2 separate regions of the Danio rerio genome follow, and region 2 is linked to region 1. The links are chromatin contacts, called in public Hi-C maps. All regions are on one chromosome and are shown on one strand. Each heading gives the region's core, a stretch centred on a gene start, on an enhancer-like site or on the middle of the called end of the contact. The rest is flanking DNA. Distances are from core to core; before and after follow the strand shown.

What was found. A called contact is a pair of places that touch in the nucleus more often than the background predicts.
Region 2: a contact with region 1 is called in a Hi-C map of embryo, with 1.8 times the contacts expected there. The contact joins the enhancer-like site here to the promoter of adgrg1 in region 1. A contact is called at or near these places in 3 of 18 Hi-C or Micro-C datasets (caudal fin, embryo and hematopoietic stem cells).

Annotation. Positions count from the first base shown.
Region 1 is chr7:28,720,059-28,724,158 of GRCz12tu, reverse strand. adgrg1 (adhesion G protein-coupled receptor G1) reads left to right here and starts at 2,116. Exons shown (of 13, transcript NM_001020481.1): 1 at 2,116-2,185; 2 at 3,485-3,928; 3 at 4,020-4,068. The coding sequence starts at 2,116.
Region 2 is chr7:28,808,205-28,811,966 of GRCz12tu, reverse strand. The region is part of intron 1 of ccdc102a (coiled-coil domain containing 102A); the gene reads right to left. Among named protein-coding and RNA genes, the nearest start is that of ccdc102a, 45 kb to the right of the region's middle. Within about 2 kb of position 1,731, at least 4 of the 62 cell types and tissues checked have an H3K27ac peak or open chromatin away from gene starts, as enhancers often do.

The DNA.
Region 1 (4,100 bases), core at 867-3,366:
TACAGTATATGAGGACATGAATATCTCCAGCTCTGCTCTAAAAGTCACTTTAACAGAAATTTGTCATTTGGCAAAAAATAGTCACACAAATATTTAAGTGTCTTCATGACAATCATGAAAATAAATGTTCTGTTTCACTTGAAGATATCGACAGAGAGATGGGTCTTTGTTTGATTTTATGTGGCCACTTTCCCTCAAAAGTCCAAAAACATGCACTATAGGTGAATTGAATAAGCTAGTGTCCATAGTGTACAGTATGTGTGTGAGTGGGGGTGTTTGGACATTTCCTAGTGATGGGTTGCAGCTGGAAGGGCATTTGCTGCGCGAAAAATGCTGGATAAGTTGGCGATTCATTCCGCTGTGGTGATCCCAGATTAATAAAGGAACTAAAAGAAAATCTGCTTGTTTTCTTGCATAAAGATGCATTAAAAGATCAAAGACCACCAACCGTATACCTTAATAAATAGTCACAATGTTTCTGTGGATTAAATATCCGGTTAGATATTGATTAATCACTCAAACTATTTGTTTCACACATCTGTCATATGTGTTTTTTTACACCATTTTTATGGGTTTGTAGTTTTAATCAAATCCTCCTCTAGCGCAACATGTGTTGTGAGCAATATTAACTGCTATATATATATATATATATATATATATATATATATATATATATATATATATATATATACACACACACAGTTGGAGTCAGAATTATTAGCCCCTTTGAATTTTCTTTTTTTAACAGAGCAAAGAAATTTTCACAGTATGTCTGATAATATTTTTTTCTTCTGAAGTCTTATTTGTTTTATTTCAGCTAGAATAAAAGCAGTTATTACTTTTTTTAAAAAACATTTTAAGGTCAAAATTATTAGCCGCTTTAAGCAATATATTTTTTCCGATAGTCTACAGAACAAACCATCGTTATACAGTTACTTACTTAATTACCCCAACCTGCCTAGTTAATCTAATTACCCTAGTTGAGCCTTTAAATCTCACTTTAAGCTGTATAGAAATGTCTTGAAAAATACATAGTCAAATATTATTTACTGTCATCATGGCAAAAATAAAAAAAAATCAGTTATTAGAAATGAGTTATTAAAACTATTATGATTAGGATTGTGAAATCTGTTAAACAGAAATAGGAGAAAAAAAATAAACAGGGGGTAATAATTCTGACCTCAACTGTATATTTAATACCCAAAATATTTCAACATCATGTGATTTTATGCACACTCGTTCTAATTTTGAAAAGTACTGCTAGTATGCTAATTGAGACGCGGCAATTGTTTACTTAAGAGGATGTGGGCTTCTTGAATTCCTTCCCTCTTGTAAGTGTATTTTAATATGCATTTATAATAGTCGTCTGCATAGTCTGTCAGTAAAGTGAGGAACAAACATCATCATTCAACTCTGTCAGATATGCAGAAGTGGCTTTTAGTTCTGTTCTGTGGCCCAGTCAGTGACCCATGCTGACTCATGCTAGAAAACTTGCCAAGTAGTGTCTGACTCATCCACTGTCACTTGCTGTGTGTTTTAGCGCATTGGGACTGGCAATGTGCTATGATTCATTGTATTGAACATCTGAGGCAGGCCCTTTGTCATGACCATAAGGACTCATGCTTTACTACACGAAACAAAACAAAGACTGTGACATAAAGACTGAATGTGACCACAATAGTGGTTTTGTAGAAAAGCAAGTCTGTTCCCATTGATAAGACATGGCAGTTGCTGCCAAGTACGCATCACAATGTATTTTTACCCTAGCATTAGTTTGTTCTCATTGATAAGAGTCCAGGAATAGATGTGTTTAGATGCCTGCATCTTTATCTCAAGAAGTGTGAGTTTGTAAAAAGGAAATCAGTATGGAAAATGCAGATGTGTATTTTTTATGAGTTTGTAAGAGGAAGGAGCAGCAAAGATATTTGATAAGTTATGTTTCTATTTCAAAGGTTGCCCGCGCATGAGGCATTGTTATTTATTTATACTCATTTATTTTTAACAAGGCCGTTCATTCTGCTGTGGCGACCCCAGATTAATAAAGGGCCGAAAAGAAAATGAATGAATGTTTAACAAAATTCTCTTTTGCTTCGCAGGCTTCATCTATGAACTACAATGAAGCAGAATCCAGCAAAGACTGCCAGAATGTGGATAATCATCTGTCTTTTGTTCGTTTTGGGTCAAGGTAAGTAAACGAGCATTACATTTACATTGAATCATTTAGAGGACGCATTTTTCTAAATGGATTTAGAAATGAGGATAAACAAAGCAATTCAAATCACAAGAGAGCAGCAATATCTAGATGCCATGACGATGCATATCATTACTATCAGATAGAAACCTACCATGGCATTGCATTTCCCTCAGCTTACAGTGTGTACAGTATATTATAGATGTGTGCTTGATAGGTTATTCATGTCAATTAGGTCAAAATTGCACTTCTATTGCAGGCAGTATTGGCAAACTAGACACTCTTCTCACTCAAATTTGTTAAAATGTTTTGATTTACAGACAGTGTTTTCTTAGTACACAGGAAAATTGTCATTGTCATCATTGTTGGGTGAATGATGATATTGATTGTTTGAAATGTGATTGTTTGGACAGTTACACTCATCTGACACTTTATTAGGAACACCTCACCTTACTAGTAATGGGTTACCCCATTTTGCCTTCAGAACTGCCCTAATCCATCATGGCATTGATTCAACAAGGCACTGGAAATACTCCTCAGAGATTTTGCTCCATATTGATAGCATGATAGCATCACGCAGTTGCTGCAGATTTGTCAGCTACACATACATAATGCGAATCTCCCGTTCCACCACATCCAAAAGGTGCTCTATTGGACTGTGATCTGGTGACTGTGTGGGCCATTTGAGTACAGTGAACTCATTGTCATGTTCAAGAAACCAGTATGAGATGATTCGCGCTTTATTTACTTATTTATTTTTATTGTAACAAGTGGTTATTTGAGTTACTGTTGCCTTTCTATCCGCTGGAACCAGTCTGGCCATTCTCCTCTGACCTCTAGCATCAACAAGGCATTTGTGCCCACATAACTGCCGCTCACTGGATATTTTCTTTTTATCTGACCATTCTCTGTAAACCCTACAGATGGTTGAACGTGAAAATCCCGGTAGATCATCAGTTTCTGAAATACTCAGACCAGCCCGTCCGGCACCAACTATCATGCCACTATCATGTCACTTAAATCACCTTTCTACCCCATTCTTATGCTCGGTTTAAACTGCTGCAGATCGTCTTGATCATGTCTACATGCCTAAATGCATTGAGTTGCTGCCATGTGATTGGCTGATTAGAAATTTGTATTCATTAGCAGGTGTACCTAATAAAGTGGCCAGTGACTATGTATATAAAAAGTATTATCATTGTTTTTTTTATTATTATTATTATTTGCAGCTAACACATTTATTTATTTACAGCATATTAATACATTTTTTAACACAATTTGTTTATCTAACAGCAACAGATAATGACAGAGACTTCAAGATGTGTGGAAAGTGGCTCCATGGCATCGCACCTCAAAATCTGGAATATGATTTGAAAACCGGCTGTGAAAGAATTGAAATTTCAGCCAATGAGAGCACGCTCTCCATTCAGGGCAGGATCACAGCCAAGTGCACACAATCTTCATCCATTCAACTAGATTCAAATCCTCATCAGAATCAAAGTCATTTCTGTGTGTTCTGGGAGCCGCTGCTGGACCTGCTGATAGTGGAGGTCAATGGCAAGAATCACACTCTATGTAAACCAAACGGCCTTCAAGGAACCTGCTGCACCGACCTCTCACAAGGAGTTCAAGACAATGCTCATATGTATGGTATTGTGAATGGCAGTGTCAAAGGTGATATCATCACAGGTGATCTCAAGGGAAACTACATATTTGATGGGGCTCATATCAACTGCAGTAAGAATCTTTATTTTAATATGTCATAATTTGTTTTCTCGTGAATTAGAGATATCAGATGTATTCATTTAATCTCTTTTTTGATTAATAGAGGAGAAGTTCTGTGATGAGGCGAGACTGAAGCCCAGAGGAGCAAACATGTGAGCGAGTCGTCTTCTATTTGTTTAGTTTT
Region 2 (3,762 bases), core at 482-2,981, 88 kb before region 1:
ACTATCATTGTTGTGCAGTCGCATATAGCCACTTGTGGTTTTGACCCCACACCTACTGGACACTTAAAGTTGTGTACTATATATCTAGGTTACTTTCGGTTTTTCCTCAGTGTGTGGTCGAGAGTAACGTACAATTCAGATTATTTCTGTGGCTGATTTAAACGTTATATATGAAAATATACAAAATATATGTCTGTAAGTGCTCTATTTTTACTAAAGCTCTATTTTTGTAAAAATTCAAGGGTCATTTGATAAGTTTTACACCACCTGTACTTTGTTGTACAAACACTTTTTTGTGGCTTACACGTTATGCTGGTGGTGTTAATTTGATCATTTTGCTAATATTCGATTCAAATGGTCTCATTAATAGATTTTCCTCAAATTCTAAAGAATTGTATAAAAAATGTGCATTAGTAAAATTTTACTACTGGTTGAATAGAACATCTTAAAGTAAATGTGAATATCTACATACTTTCTCCCTCTTTGTTGTAGTTAAAAAAAAATAAAAATAAATAAAAAAAAAGGTATGGATAGGATCAATTGCCAGCAAAGTCACTAAAGTAACCCAATCTGGTTTCGCTGTCTTAAGACTATCTGTTAAACTTTTGGTTAAGCAACAATTGATTGGGACATAATAAAAATAATAGTAATTATTATTATTATTACTATAATTAAATTGTAGCATTTTCAAAGCAATTTATACTACCCCTTCATTGTGTAGAACATGAAACAAAAAGAAGGAGCTTTGACTGCATATACTCTAGGGACGAATGTCTGAGAACATCAATAAGATCAGTTTTTTTTTTCTTGTGCTTGAATGTTAATACAGCACTCATATGAATTGTCAGTCCCTGGGGTATGGCCCCTCACCAAATTGAGTTTGAGACCCCTGATGTAAGCAGTATATTATACTTGTAGCATTCTTGTGAGGTAAAATAAAGAAGGAGAACAAAAAAAAGTTTACTTAGTTGACATGTTCACAACAGGATTATGTTCAATATATAACTTTTGCAGAGACAACCATTTTTTCTCAATTGCTTAAAATGTAAAAACAGATCATGTGTGCCTATACCTAAAGAATTTATTCAGGTGCAAGGTCTTCAAAATAATTTCCAATACAAGAGCTCTACTGTAAACTGTTGCTCAAAGCAAACAATCAAACGCCACTCTTCAAACCCAGATGAAGGTTTATGGGTGGGGTTTGTGGCTTTGGGAACTGCCGACTCGTGCATAAAGTGGGACAAGAAACATAGGCATAAGATTCTCATAAAACACTACTCATACAAAAGCCCTCTTTTATTAGCTCAGCTTGGGGGAAAAGGGGAAAAAAAGCATCAATATTTGCACAACGGTGCACAACGGTTTGGGTGGCAAAGAACAGCAACCGCTGCCACAGTGGGTCAGTGGGACAATAAATCAGCATTCTGGATCAACATTTCAGCACAGGCTACATGGTTTAGTCTAGATGTCAATGGATGTCTCTTTTGTAAGCTATGGCTTATATGTTGGAGGCAAAGCAGTTGTCATGCCAATCAGCTCTCGCAAGAATGTGGATCAGTAAGAGAAAGCAACAGAAAACGAGACAATAAGAAGAAATGTAATTATCTCCAGAGGCTTTCTTCACAGGAGATTCTGATTAACCCTAATGATGCAATCCGAGTAGCATCTCCAGCAGAAACATGAGCAGCGTGAAGAGAAGAGAAAGAGGTGAGGAAAGAGGAGAAATGTGTAACTGGAACCGCTGCTATACTGCTGACAGCTTGAAGAAAGAACAGTTGGGTTCAAAGCCTTGCTGGAAAGTGACAGAATTGGTTTATATCTTTCAGGTTTGTTTTTTTGAATAATATAAAAATGAAAAAAGTATACCATCCTTATGGATTATTCACAATGTTCAAAAAAGAAATCTTTTGAGATAAACATAAACAGAGCATTCCATGTGTCAATGCAATTATTTTTCCTTAGCTGCAACCTAAGATCAAATGAATTCTTCTGTAATAGTCATGCAAGCCAGAGGTTCTCAAACCTTTTCTTGATGCACTCTTCCTTACATACAAGGCAGAAAAACTGAACAACTGCAGATATTTACAAGCGAATGGACAAGCACAGACCCTTTATGCAATACACAAGAAACCTATTCTAGGAAATGTGAGTAGCATTTAAAAACAAAAAGCAATGCATTTTAATCACAATCCAAACAAAGATCCCACTGTACCTCAAGTACATATAGTGTGATCTTTAAAAATGTTCCCAAATAATATTTTGGGGGTAAAAATTGATTCAACTTGCAATGCCACAGTCAGTCTAGTACATCCATCAACCATATTAAACCTTTGAAGCAAAAATAAGGTCTGTTTGATGGTTGATCAATTTGTAAATGTCTGCTAGGAAACGTTTATATGGTGGAGCTCTTAAAAAGAAAATGTGCTCTTGTGTGAAGGATAGAGTTTAAAAGTGACTGAAGGAGAGCAACACATATTAAGTAACAGAGTGCAGACAAACAACAGCAACTCCTCGTGCTGACAGGCAGAAATTAAAGCAGTAGCTAGATTAAGATGTCAGTCACTCTCGGCAAAAACTGCTTTTGAACCCACAGTCACCACATGATCATCACCAACTCCAGGTGTTACATTATCTTTAACTTCAGGTTGCTTACAGACATAATCTTTCCTATCATCCTTAGCTCTTTACATTTTATGAACAAGTTTGTTAGTAAATTGTGAGCACTGTGAAATGTCAACCAGGATTACCCATTATTCAGTTTATCAGTTACTCAAGGCTAGTATTTTCAGGTAGGGCAATAAAATCGATATCTGTATTTATTGACTGAACAGCATTGTCAATAATGATAAAAAAAGAAGTTTGGTATAAAGTTTCGGTATAAAGGCTACATTTTTTTTTTTAAATGTGTCTGCTGAGCGAGCGCCTTGGAAGGAATGCCAATTAGCTTGTGTCAATATGTCATTTCCCATGGAGAAGCAGCGACATGCACATAGTGTGATGCACAAACTTTTTCCAGGTACTACTAGTTAAAAAACATCTGAACTTTTCCGAATGGTCCAAGCACACTGCGATTCATGTAACAAGAACTACCCAATCTGCTTCACACTATATGGAATAAAGACAATTAAGTATTAACGGTAGACTTATCACCTCAGACAAACACAGCGCACTCAAACACTGCAGTGCTTTTCACTTCTCCACAAACTTTAGCAATGATTTATCCATTTGTCATCCTTTGAGAAAATTGTCACCTAATTATAGAAGACCCCTTAGAAAAAGGTGAAGGAAAGCACATGCTCGCGATTGTCGCTTAAGGTCAGAATAACAACAAATGTGAAAATGAGTGCCATAAAGCAGCAGTGAGTTTTAAATAAAAAAAAGGATGTCACCAGAGTGGCTTTTTGGTTTCTTTTCTTGTGCATACCGCCACTAGCTCCCCATCTGAAACATTTTTTAGCATAGGGGGTAATAGTCATTCAACTTCACAATTCATGATGTTGCAGTATGTGTTTGAATAATGATGGCTGGATCGTTTACTTGAAAGCTCAGATTTTATTCTCATAATTTGTGTGGTAACAGAATTTGAAGTTTAATTTATCATTATTATTCACATCTTACAGATGTTGATCTACCTTTACCATTGCACACACTTTAATGAAATAAACTTAATTGTTAAATAAAATGTTAAAGTAATCAGATTTTTCCCTTAGTAATTTTGGTAATTTAAAATAAAGTGGTTCAATAAATGAGAAAATCCACAGA